2 separate regions of the Capsicum annuum genome follow, and region 2 is linked to region 1. Evidence: chromatin contacts called from public Hi-C data. All regions are on one chromosome and are shown on one strand. The core of a region is the stretch at or near the end of the contact, and the rest is flanking DNA. Distances in the headings are between cores, read along the strand shown.

Region 1 (4,818 bases), core at 871-3,370:
ATTTCACATTACAAACATATTAAGATATCCTTTAGCTTAGATAGCTGTTTTAGCTTAGAGAGCTGTTTTATTCCGTTGTAATTGATCTCTATGTAAATCCTTGTCATATCAATGACAATGTTTTGCTTTATGGGTTGTGACTTGATATATCCATCTTAGATATTTTCATTAATGTGAAAGGTATTATCTTCTGAATTTTTATGCAGGATATATTAATTGTTGGGGGACACATCAATTATGATGACATAGAGAAGGGAAATGTCATCAATTTCCCTTGTAACAAATTTGCGGAACTGAATATGTTTCTTGACCCTTTTGCTGCAAAAACAGTTCTGAGTTCTGAACATAATATCACTCTCATTCCACTTGGAATGCAGCGGAAAGTCAGTGCATTCCCTCAAATTCTTGAAAAACTGTACGTGGAAAGGACACCAGAAGCCATCTTCACCAGGCGCTTGATGTCTAGGTTATATCGTCTGCAAGAGACGAATCCTGTATACCAGCATGTGGTATATAATTCTTAACTCAATTTATCCTCTACTGGCTCTGTTTCATTATGTTTCCTTGTAGTTAATGAATTTCACTTGTTGATACTTTTGCCTGTAATAGCATTCATAATATTTCAGGATATGTTTATTGGTGAGATCCTTGGAGCTGTAGTAGCTGGAGATCTCTCTGCACTAAAATCAACCTTTGAAGTAAAGAAGTTAAAAGTGAGTGCTACTGGAGTTGAATCTGAAGATGGTGAAATTATTATTGACAAAGCACAGGGAAAAGCAGTTAGAGTAATGGTGAATCTGGATCCATCAGTTTATTACAATATTTTAATAAAACGACTTGGGAATAAAAACCAGTCAGCTGTAATTGGAAGTTTCAATGAGCAAAGAAAAATTTGGAGTACACCATCTACTTCATCCAATATTTAGCAACAAATGCAAAGTTGCTAAATAATACCTGGAGTTGAATCTTACTGGGGAAAAATAAGCGCTTCATTTATTTGTTTCGCAAATCAAGAGATTTGTTACATTCAGAGTTACTCAGCACATATTTGTGTTGGTGAGAGATAAGTCTAACCTGTTCCATATGATCAATTTGTCATGTTGATTGAAGACTACAAATTTCAAAATTTGTTCAGTGCTCTTGTCCTGGAAATGTATAAAGATCAACATAATGCTACACAAACAATATTCAACAAACTCAATGTATTCCCACATAATGTGGTTGGGGAGGATAAAATATACACAATTCATATCACTGTCTCGAAAAAAGTAAAAAGACTGTTTCTAATAGGACCCCAATTCAAGACAAAAAATAGTAAACAAAATTGTAATACAACATAAAACAAAATGGATGGAATAATACAAATAAAAAATAAGACACCTACATAATAATACCATACACTCACAAACCAAATTACTAGCCCAACTACAAACAGTATTCAATGGTTGGGAAATATCACACGGATGTAATAGCAAGATCATTGATTGAATAAAATGAAGTTCGGATTTCATTAATCAGATTGCAGATTACTTGTAAACCAACATTTTACACACACTACAACTGAAATCAACTATTAGACATTAACCCGAAAGATCATCTTCTTCTTAAGCCCTTTCTCCACGAATCCTCCTAGCAAGCTGAATATCCTTAGGCATAATCGTAACCCTCTTAGCATGAATAGCACAGAGATTAGTATCTTCAAACAAACCAACCAGGTATGCCTCAGCAGCCTCTTGTAGAGCAGCAACAGCACTACTCTGAAACCTCAGATCCGTCTTGAAATCCTGTGCAATTTCCCTCACCAGCCTCTGAAACGGCAACTTCCTAATCAACAACTCCGTCGATTTCTGATACTTCCTGATTTCCCTCAAAGCAACGGTTCCTGGCCTGAAACGGTGAGGCTTTTTCACTCCTCCGGTTGCTGGAGCTGACTTTCTTGCAGCCTTGGTTGCTAGCTGCTTCCTTGGAGCCTTTCCGCCTGTGGATTTACGAGCTGTTTGCTTGGTACGGGCCATTTTTACCGGACATGTAGTGAGACAATGTTGACTTGTGGAATGGTGAATTTGGGAAATGGGTGATGAGGAATTTATATAGAGAGATAGCGGGGCGGGAAGGTTGGAAATTTTGGAGTTTGAAATTAGTTTTGGTGCCGTTGATTAAATTGATTGAGATTTTAAATAGACGGTGCAGATTGGAGGAAAGTTGACTGCTTGGATAGCGATCCAAGTGCTATCAATGTAACGAATGTGTATGCGACACGTGGAAAGCGCAAAGAGTAGTATTTTCTTTTACGTTACTTTTGCCACGTCAAGTTATATAAAGACATAAAGTCATTACTGAACTTGTTCGACATTTGCAAAAAGATACTTTAACTTTGGGGCGACCTATTACCCCACAAAATTTATAAAGACCAGTGCAAATAGACCATTTTGATTGAATTTCAGCCAAGATTTGTGTTCCATGAAAATGAGGCGCGTGAAGGAGAAATATTGACTTCAACAACAAATTAAAAAGTGCCACGTATAAATAATTTTGTCTATTCTTTATAAAATCTATCTTTTAAAAAGAAATCAACATTTATTTACCTTTTTCAATTATTCCCTACCCCCTCTCCGCTCCCCCCTCACCGCCACCCCACCCACACAAAAACACCATTGTCTTCTTCGACTGAACATTTGTATACTACCTTTTTTCCTCTTATTCTTAGATATGTTTTTTAAAACGCTTTTTCTACTTGATTCTATTCCTTGATACAAGATTGCTCTTTCTTTTCTTTTTTATGAAGTGAGTATTTATCTATTTTTATTAAGAACAATAAAACTTCATTAAATGGAGTTTCAATCACATCGCTAGTATAGAGTTTTTGATTTATAAATTTAAATTCATTGATAAATTGAATTTGACTATTGTAAAAGAAAATTAGAATTTATTAGAAGATAATGATGTTTTCATTGAAAGTTCGGAACGATGAGCGGACGTCGAATGAGCGGGATGGGGGTGGGGGATTCTGCTTCTGCAACAAGGTGGAACAAATTATTTAAGGGATCTAGTGCCCGTTTGGAAGATATTATAATCTGGTCAAAATAAATTATAATCACTTTTTAGTTTAAAAGGGTATTTGGCAAATTTCAAAATGGCTTTAAAAAAGTTGTTTTTAGCTTCTTTTTTTTAAGCTAAAAACAATAAGCTCCAAATGGGAGCTTATTATTTTTCAAATTATAATCTATTCTCCATTGACCAAATAAATGACTTTTGTGCCTTTATAATTTTTCCTTATTCCAAAATTGTCCACAAAGTTTGCTAATGCATAATTTAATATATATATATATATATATATTAATTTAAATTATTTTAGCAATAAAAAATAATAATATTAATTAGAGGACACGCTAATTAAGTGCTAATTAATGCTTTCTTCGTGAATTAACGATTCAGTGAATTAATGATTCAGTGAGTTTTAACTAATTAATAATTTTTTTCATGATTCAGTGAAAATATTTAGCCTACCCCGCTAATCTAATTTTGAAAAACCATCAATTTATTAAACCATCAAACTAATAATTTAAGAATAATAAAATCTATTATTAAACCATCAACTAATGATTCAGTGAATTTAAGAATTATAAAACCATCAATTTATGAAATAATCAAATTCATTGAATCGCTAATTAATAATTTAATTATTAATTGAAGACAAAATTAAGAATTATAAAACCATCAATCTACGAAGAAATAATTTTGTCTAAAGAAATTTTCTTAATAGTAAATAGTAATATATTTCTTCCACTTCAACTTATATAATGTAGGTGGATTGGATATGAAAATTAAAAAATATGAAAAATTTACAATGTTTTAAAGTATTTTTAAATATAAAAATATTCTTATGAATTTTTGTCAAATACGTAAAATTCAACATGACAAATATTAATAGCCTCCTTAAATAATTTCTACTCTATGGCAATAAAAATTAATAATAATCAACTCTATATATTATTAACAACTACAAGGGTATTTTAGTCATTTTAATAAAAAAATGCTTAAAAGCATTTTTTACGAAACACATCAATAACTTTTTTCCAGTTTCAGCACTTTATCCAAACACTTAACTGCTTATTTTTAAAATAGTTCATCACTTTCAAAAGTACTTTTAAAAAACTTTTTTTCAACCGTTTTTTTTCAGCCTATCCAAACGGGCTCCTAGTGAGTGTGTGTTTTGATGGTGGGTGGGTGGGGGTGGGGGGTGGTTAAACACATTTATATTTTATTATGGTTCTTAATAATAAATAAAATATTATTAAATGTAAAATGAAATAAAATATTAAATGTATTTATTCAATGGATTGATAAATAAAATAATAAATAAAATATTATTCAATGGATTGATAAATGTATTTTTATCTATTTATAAAATAAGAAAGAAAACTTTATTAAAAAATATAAATAAAATATGAATTAATGTATTTAACACATGGGAGATAATGATTGGTGCGTGAATTTAATCTCTTTCTTGTGATTGAAATTCAACTAACAAAGGTGTATTAATATTATTTTAAAATTATTAAAAGGGTAATAGGACACCCGCAAAGTTAGAATGCCTTTTTGAAAATCTCTAACAAATTCAGTGGTGTCGTTATGTTTTTTCTCTTATTTTTATCAATTTTTTTTGGACCGTAGTTTTGCTACTATTGGGAGAGAGTTTTTGAAAATATTATTTAGTGATAAAACTAGTCAAGTTTTCATTGAAAAAATTTAAGATTTTAAAATCTAGAAAAAGTATTTTTTTTGGTCAAAATTTAGTTTTTGTTTTAAAAATAAGTT
Region 2 (5,192 bases), core at 1,939-4,438, 330 kb after region 1:
ATGCATTGCTACCACATACACTTCAAGAATGGAGCAAATTGCATCTTTCAGACTTATCATATATTGCTACCACATTTACTTCATGGAATGGAGAATATTCAATGGACAAGTTTCATGACTTTTTATCAAACACATTATTTTTGCCTTAGCCATCATAATATCATTAAGGAATATGGTGCATTGAGATTCAAACTCAATGTCTTATCCATATAAAGACATCTTAGGCATAAATTGATAGGACTTGAACCCAACATCTTATCATCATGGTGCATTAAGACTTTTAACCCAATGTCTTACCCTCTTAATGAGATGAGATTTAAATTCATCATCATATCTTTTAACAATATTATTTTTCATGAATAAATTTAAAGCATAAGTGTTCCAAATCAATTATTTTTTCTCAAAGCCAACAATAATTATATCATTAGTAGGAAAAGATAAATAACATAAAAAATTACTTACCTTGAAATTACCTTTAGATTTATAATCTCACCTTGTTTGGTAGAGTCTCATGTTGATAACGTGTTATGAAATATAAAGCAAAGAAGAAAAGAATGGAGAGAGTAGAGAGGAGACTTCTTTATTTCTCTTGAGGGATTCTTGATGAGTTAATTACAATGAAGGAAACCCCCTTTATTTATAGAGGAAAACTAACTTTGAAGTTTTTAACTTTTTCATAAATTGACATACACTATATATGGTAAAGTAAACATTCACTATATATGGTAAAATACACATTCACTATTTATGGTAATATATTTATAACAAGATCTAAAATAAAAGAGAATTTTTGAGAGGTAATATCAATATGCAAATTGCACGATCCAGCTTTAAATTTTCTCAACTAATGAAATGGGGTGTTCATATGTATGTAAATCTTCGAAGCACGAAGGAAGCATGTTTAAATAATCATACTTCAAGTCTAGTCTCTAAACTATACACTCGACCAACCTTGAAGTAGGGGGCATTTTGTGGACAACGAAATTTTATTAAATTAAAAAATCTGTAAGAAATTCAAATTATATTAAATTCAAAATACATTAGTCCCTAATAAATATTGTGAATTAATATAATTGAATTAATTATTTAAGTTAAACATATATGAGTTTAATTAAAGTCTATTTTTTATTGGGCTAGCCCATTGATTTGGCTACAAATGATGAGCCCACTTTGCTGAGCCCAAGATATTGTCATATTCTAAAAGCCTAAATAAGCATCACGTGGCAAATGACGTGGTATGCCAAGTCAAGCGAAGGAGCCAATAAGACCATGCCGCATGTCAAAATAATGCAACAGACCTAGTGAAATCAAAAACTCATAAAAGGTGACATGTCACTTAAATTTGATTGGTCAAAAGAAGTTCACATTCACCATGACTCTTTACTTTCTACAACTATAAATAAAGAGTCTCATAATTCAGAAAGAAGGAGAACTCTAACAAGAAGCAAGAGAAAACTCATGAATCAAACGCCGCAATTTCTCTACAAAACTCAAAACTTAAGCATTCAAATTCAGTTCATCAAAATTCAAGATTAGGATTGCAAGATTCAAGAACAAGCCCATTAAGATATTCAAATCCAGATTCAAGAACAAGTCCAAAAGCTCTTGAATTCAAGTGGAAGTCAAGATCAAATCCATCAAATCTGCAAATCAAGTTCAAATTTAAGATCAAGCTCGAAGCCCATCAAATCCGCAAATCAAGTTCAAATTCATGATGAAGCTCGAAACCCTTGAATTTATATTTGAAAAGGTGAATCAGAGGATTCATAAAGATTGTAACTCTCACATATTAGAATCAATAAAACGATTATTGCAATATTTTTCTTGTTTCAATTTATTTATTTTTCGGTCATTCATTTTTATTTTCCAACACACTTATAATTTTTTTTTAACATTATTTTAAAGAGTAAATACATAATTACCTCCTGATGTTGTTCGAGTTTTTTAAAAAGACACCTAAACTTTATTTCAACCTATTACCCCACGATTCTTACTAAAACCGTTGCAAATACATCATTTTTTGCTGAATTTCAGTCACAACAAAGTGAGTGAATACACGCACCAATCAGGTGCTGCCACGTGTTAAATATATTTAATTTCATATTTTATTTATTTTTTAATAAATTTATCCTTTTTATTTAATTTATGACCCCACCCCACCCCATCCAGCAACCCCCCACCTCCTCCCGCGTACAGCAACTCCCCTCCACCCCCACCCCCACCCCCGTCCAGTTGCTGATTTCTCCATTCTTCTTGCTCTTTGGATTTCATTTCAATGGTTCCAATTTCGTGTTTATGTTAATTTTGTAATGCTTTCTAATTTTGTTTTGATTCACGTATTTGTTGATTGTTTAATGATGACATCAAAACTCCATTAAAATGGAGCTTTATAGCTTCTTAAGAGGATATACAACAACTATAAAAAGTAAAAATTAGAATTTAAAATAGACACAACAATCAAATATCAAAAAATAGATAATTTAAGAATGATTTCGTTGAGAAAAATTTGAGAAGAGAGATAATTTTTTTCTTCAAACTAAGCTATCAATGGAGGAAGAAGAGAAGAGGAAGAAGAGAATTGGGCCTATTAAAGCGGAGAAGAAGAGATTTTTAAAATATGTGACAAATAATTACACGTGACGGCTTTTGATTGGGTATTGAAGTCAATTTTGAACCATTCATGCTCTTCCTATTCGTGTTTACACGCATAGCCAAAGTTTTGGTCAAAATGGTGTATTTACAACAGTTTTAGTAAGAATCGTGGGGTAATAGGTCGGAAGTAAAGTTTAGATGTTTTTTTAAAATATTCGGACAACATTAGGGGTAATTATTTTAAATTTACTATTTATATTTTGAATACATAATAAATTTTTAAAAAGGTGAAAAATGTTTAAAATTTATGATCATATGTTGAAACTCATTTAGGACCCATTTGGCCATGAAAACATCATTTTTCGGAGTTGGAAATAAAGTTGGAATTGAAATTGTGTTTGACCATAAACATAAATTAAAGTTATTTTTAAAATTTTGTGAGAGAAGTAAGAGTGAAAAAAGTAAAATTTTTTTTTTTTCTTATTTTCACTTTTTTAAAATATAATTTCAAAATGTATTTGAAATTTTAATGACCAAACATTGTGATTTTCACTGTGTTCGTAAAGTAGAATAATTTTTGGAAAAAAGTGAAAAAATACGGCCAAACGTCTACTTAATTCTCCACTTTGAACAAGTCTTTTTAACATTAGTGAAAAGAAACGACGGCGTTGGACAGGTGGTTCCTCTGTCTTTCTTGTCATCGCCACGACTTACAATTGTTGGTACCAAAAGCAGCAGATTACGCCAGTTCTCTGTGTGAAGTGTGAAGCAAAAAATGGCGAGGAGCAGAGCGAAAATAACATTCAGAATAGTAATAGGGATTTTAGTAGTATCATTGCTCTACTACGTCGGCCGGCCTCTGTACTGGAAAATCTCGGCCACCGTTCATGACATCCGTCACAACAAACAAACCGTCTCCCAAGGTCTCTCTCTTCAACTCTTTTCTTATTTTGATAGATAAGACAATTCCTTCATGTATTTGTTGACATTTCTGTCTTTGAATCAAAGATGGATCTAGGAGTCAATTTCAAAATACTTATCACATTTCACTTCTCCAAAATCAATTTAACTAATTTTAAAAGCTAAATTAGATTAGATTTCTATGATATTTTAAGAAATTTAGTTATTCAAATGCTGTACGAGAAGTACTGTAAATTGCAATTTTCAAGTACTGTAAATTGCAATTTTCTCATGTCAATATGATGAAAAAATTATATCTTAAAATGTTGTGGTGAAAGTTCATCCCGTTTGACTCTCGGAAAGGAAATTGTGATAAGTATTTTGGTACTGAGGGAATATATCCATGTATTAGAGCTGCACGCACACTGATGCTCATTTGCCTCTGCTCCGAATTGGAGTTTCTACATTGTATCTGTCGATTTTGTTTTCCTTGTAGGACTTTCTAAAAGTATTTTCTGTCAATTGTTGACGCATGCCTGTTTTTTCTTTTTAATTTTCTATTCAAGTGGTATAATTATAATTCATGCTTTTAGCGAAGCATGTCACAATATTGTAATTTTGAGGTTTGGTATATTGTTATATTGTTTTGGTGTAGGATTTTCACAAATTGTTCAGGCAGCTCAGAATTCAGTGGGCTGGTTCCGCGATGAGTCTGACTCAGGAGTGCATGACGATGGCATTGCGGCAGCAAGGAGGATCCTTCTTCGTAAGGTTTTGTAAAGCTTTGTACTTTCGAAATTTTATGTTACTTTCATGTGTTGAGACTGTCTCAAGTGATTAATGTAGATCTGGTTGAATAAATGTGTTATAATTGTGGAGGCTTTCAAACTTTTGAAGTTTTGGAAATTGTAGCTACATCTTGTACTAATTTAAAGTTCATATCAGAATATTGAACAATCGATTTTTCTGTTTATTTCTTGATCTGAGTTTGCATTTCATTCTTTGATCCTACTTGATTACCTTGATCCCACTTACTAGATCTCTTCATTTGTTCTTTACCTTTCCATAAAAAAACAGAGAAGAAAGAAGAAAAATCTTTAGTTTGTCAATTCCCTTCTTTGTGTCAATTGAACACAACTTGTTTATAGAGTTGAGTTTGCTGGCTACAAATCATGATCTTTGACACGACCTATATAAAAGGGCAGCCCGGTGCACTAAATCTCCCGCTATGTGCAAGGTCCGGGGAAGGGCCCCACCATAAAGGTGTATTGTGCGCAGCCTTACCTTGCATTTACACCAGAGCCTGTTTCCAAAGCTTGAACCCATGACCTCTTGGTTACATGAAAACAACTTTACCTATTACTCCAAGGCTCCCATTTCTTTGACACGACTTATAGCTCATGCCAATTTGATTTGTTCTTCCAAGGGTCACGCATGAAAGTAGCTCAACAAGATCTGCGATTTACTCTAGGGAAAAACTCTATTTGGCTGGGAGGGATATTACATTTAGTATTGACATTGAGGGTTTGTTTTGCTGTAAAAATTAAGAAGGGATTCTGATGCTTTTGTTGGAGATATGAAATAGAAGATTTCCAAGCTCAAGTTGTTCTTATTCAAGGACATGTCACTTTTGAGAGTAAATGTCATTTAAGTCCAGTAGTTTACTTAGCCTAACGGATATCTTTTGGATGCAACAATTG

The links. Hi-C and Micro-C count contacts between places; a contact is called where the count stands out from the background.
Region 2: a contact with region 1 is called in a Hi-C map of leaf, with 4 times the contacts expected there. The contact joins the promoter of LOC107842187 here to the promoter of LOC107842221 in region 1. A contact is called at or near these places in 2 of 5 Hi-C or Micro-C datasets (both in leaf).

What each region holds. Positions count from the first base shown.
Region 1 is chr1:191,833,583-191,838,400 of UCD10Xv1.1, forward strand. It overlaps LOC107842221 (histone H3.2), which reads right to left and starts at 2,121. Exons shown (of 1, transcript XM_016685977.2): 1 at 1,485-2,121. The coding sequence starts at 2,015. The coding sequence ends at 1,605. LOC107842195 reads left to right here. Exons shown (of 12, transcript XM_047408377.1): 11 at 207-509; 12 at 627-1,152. The coding sequence ends at 926.
Region 2 is chr1:192,162,994-192,168,185 of UCD10Xv1.1, forward strand. It overlaps LOC107842187, which reads left to right and starts at 3,189. Exons shown (of 2, transcript XM_016685937.2): 1 at 3,189-3,515; 2 at 4,148-4,465. The coding sequence starts at 3,368. The coding sequence ends at 4,272.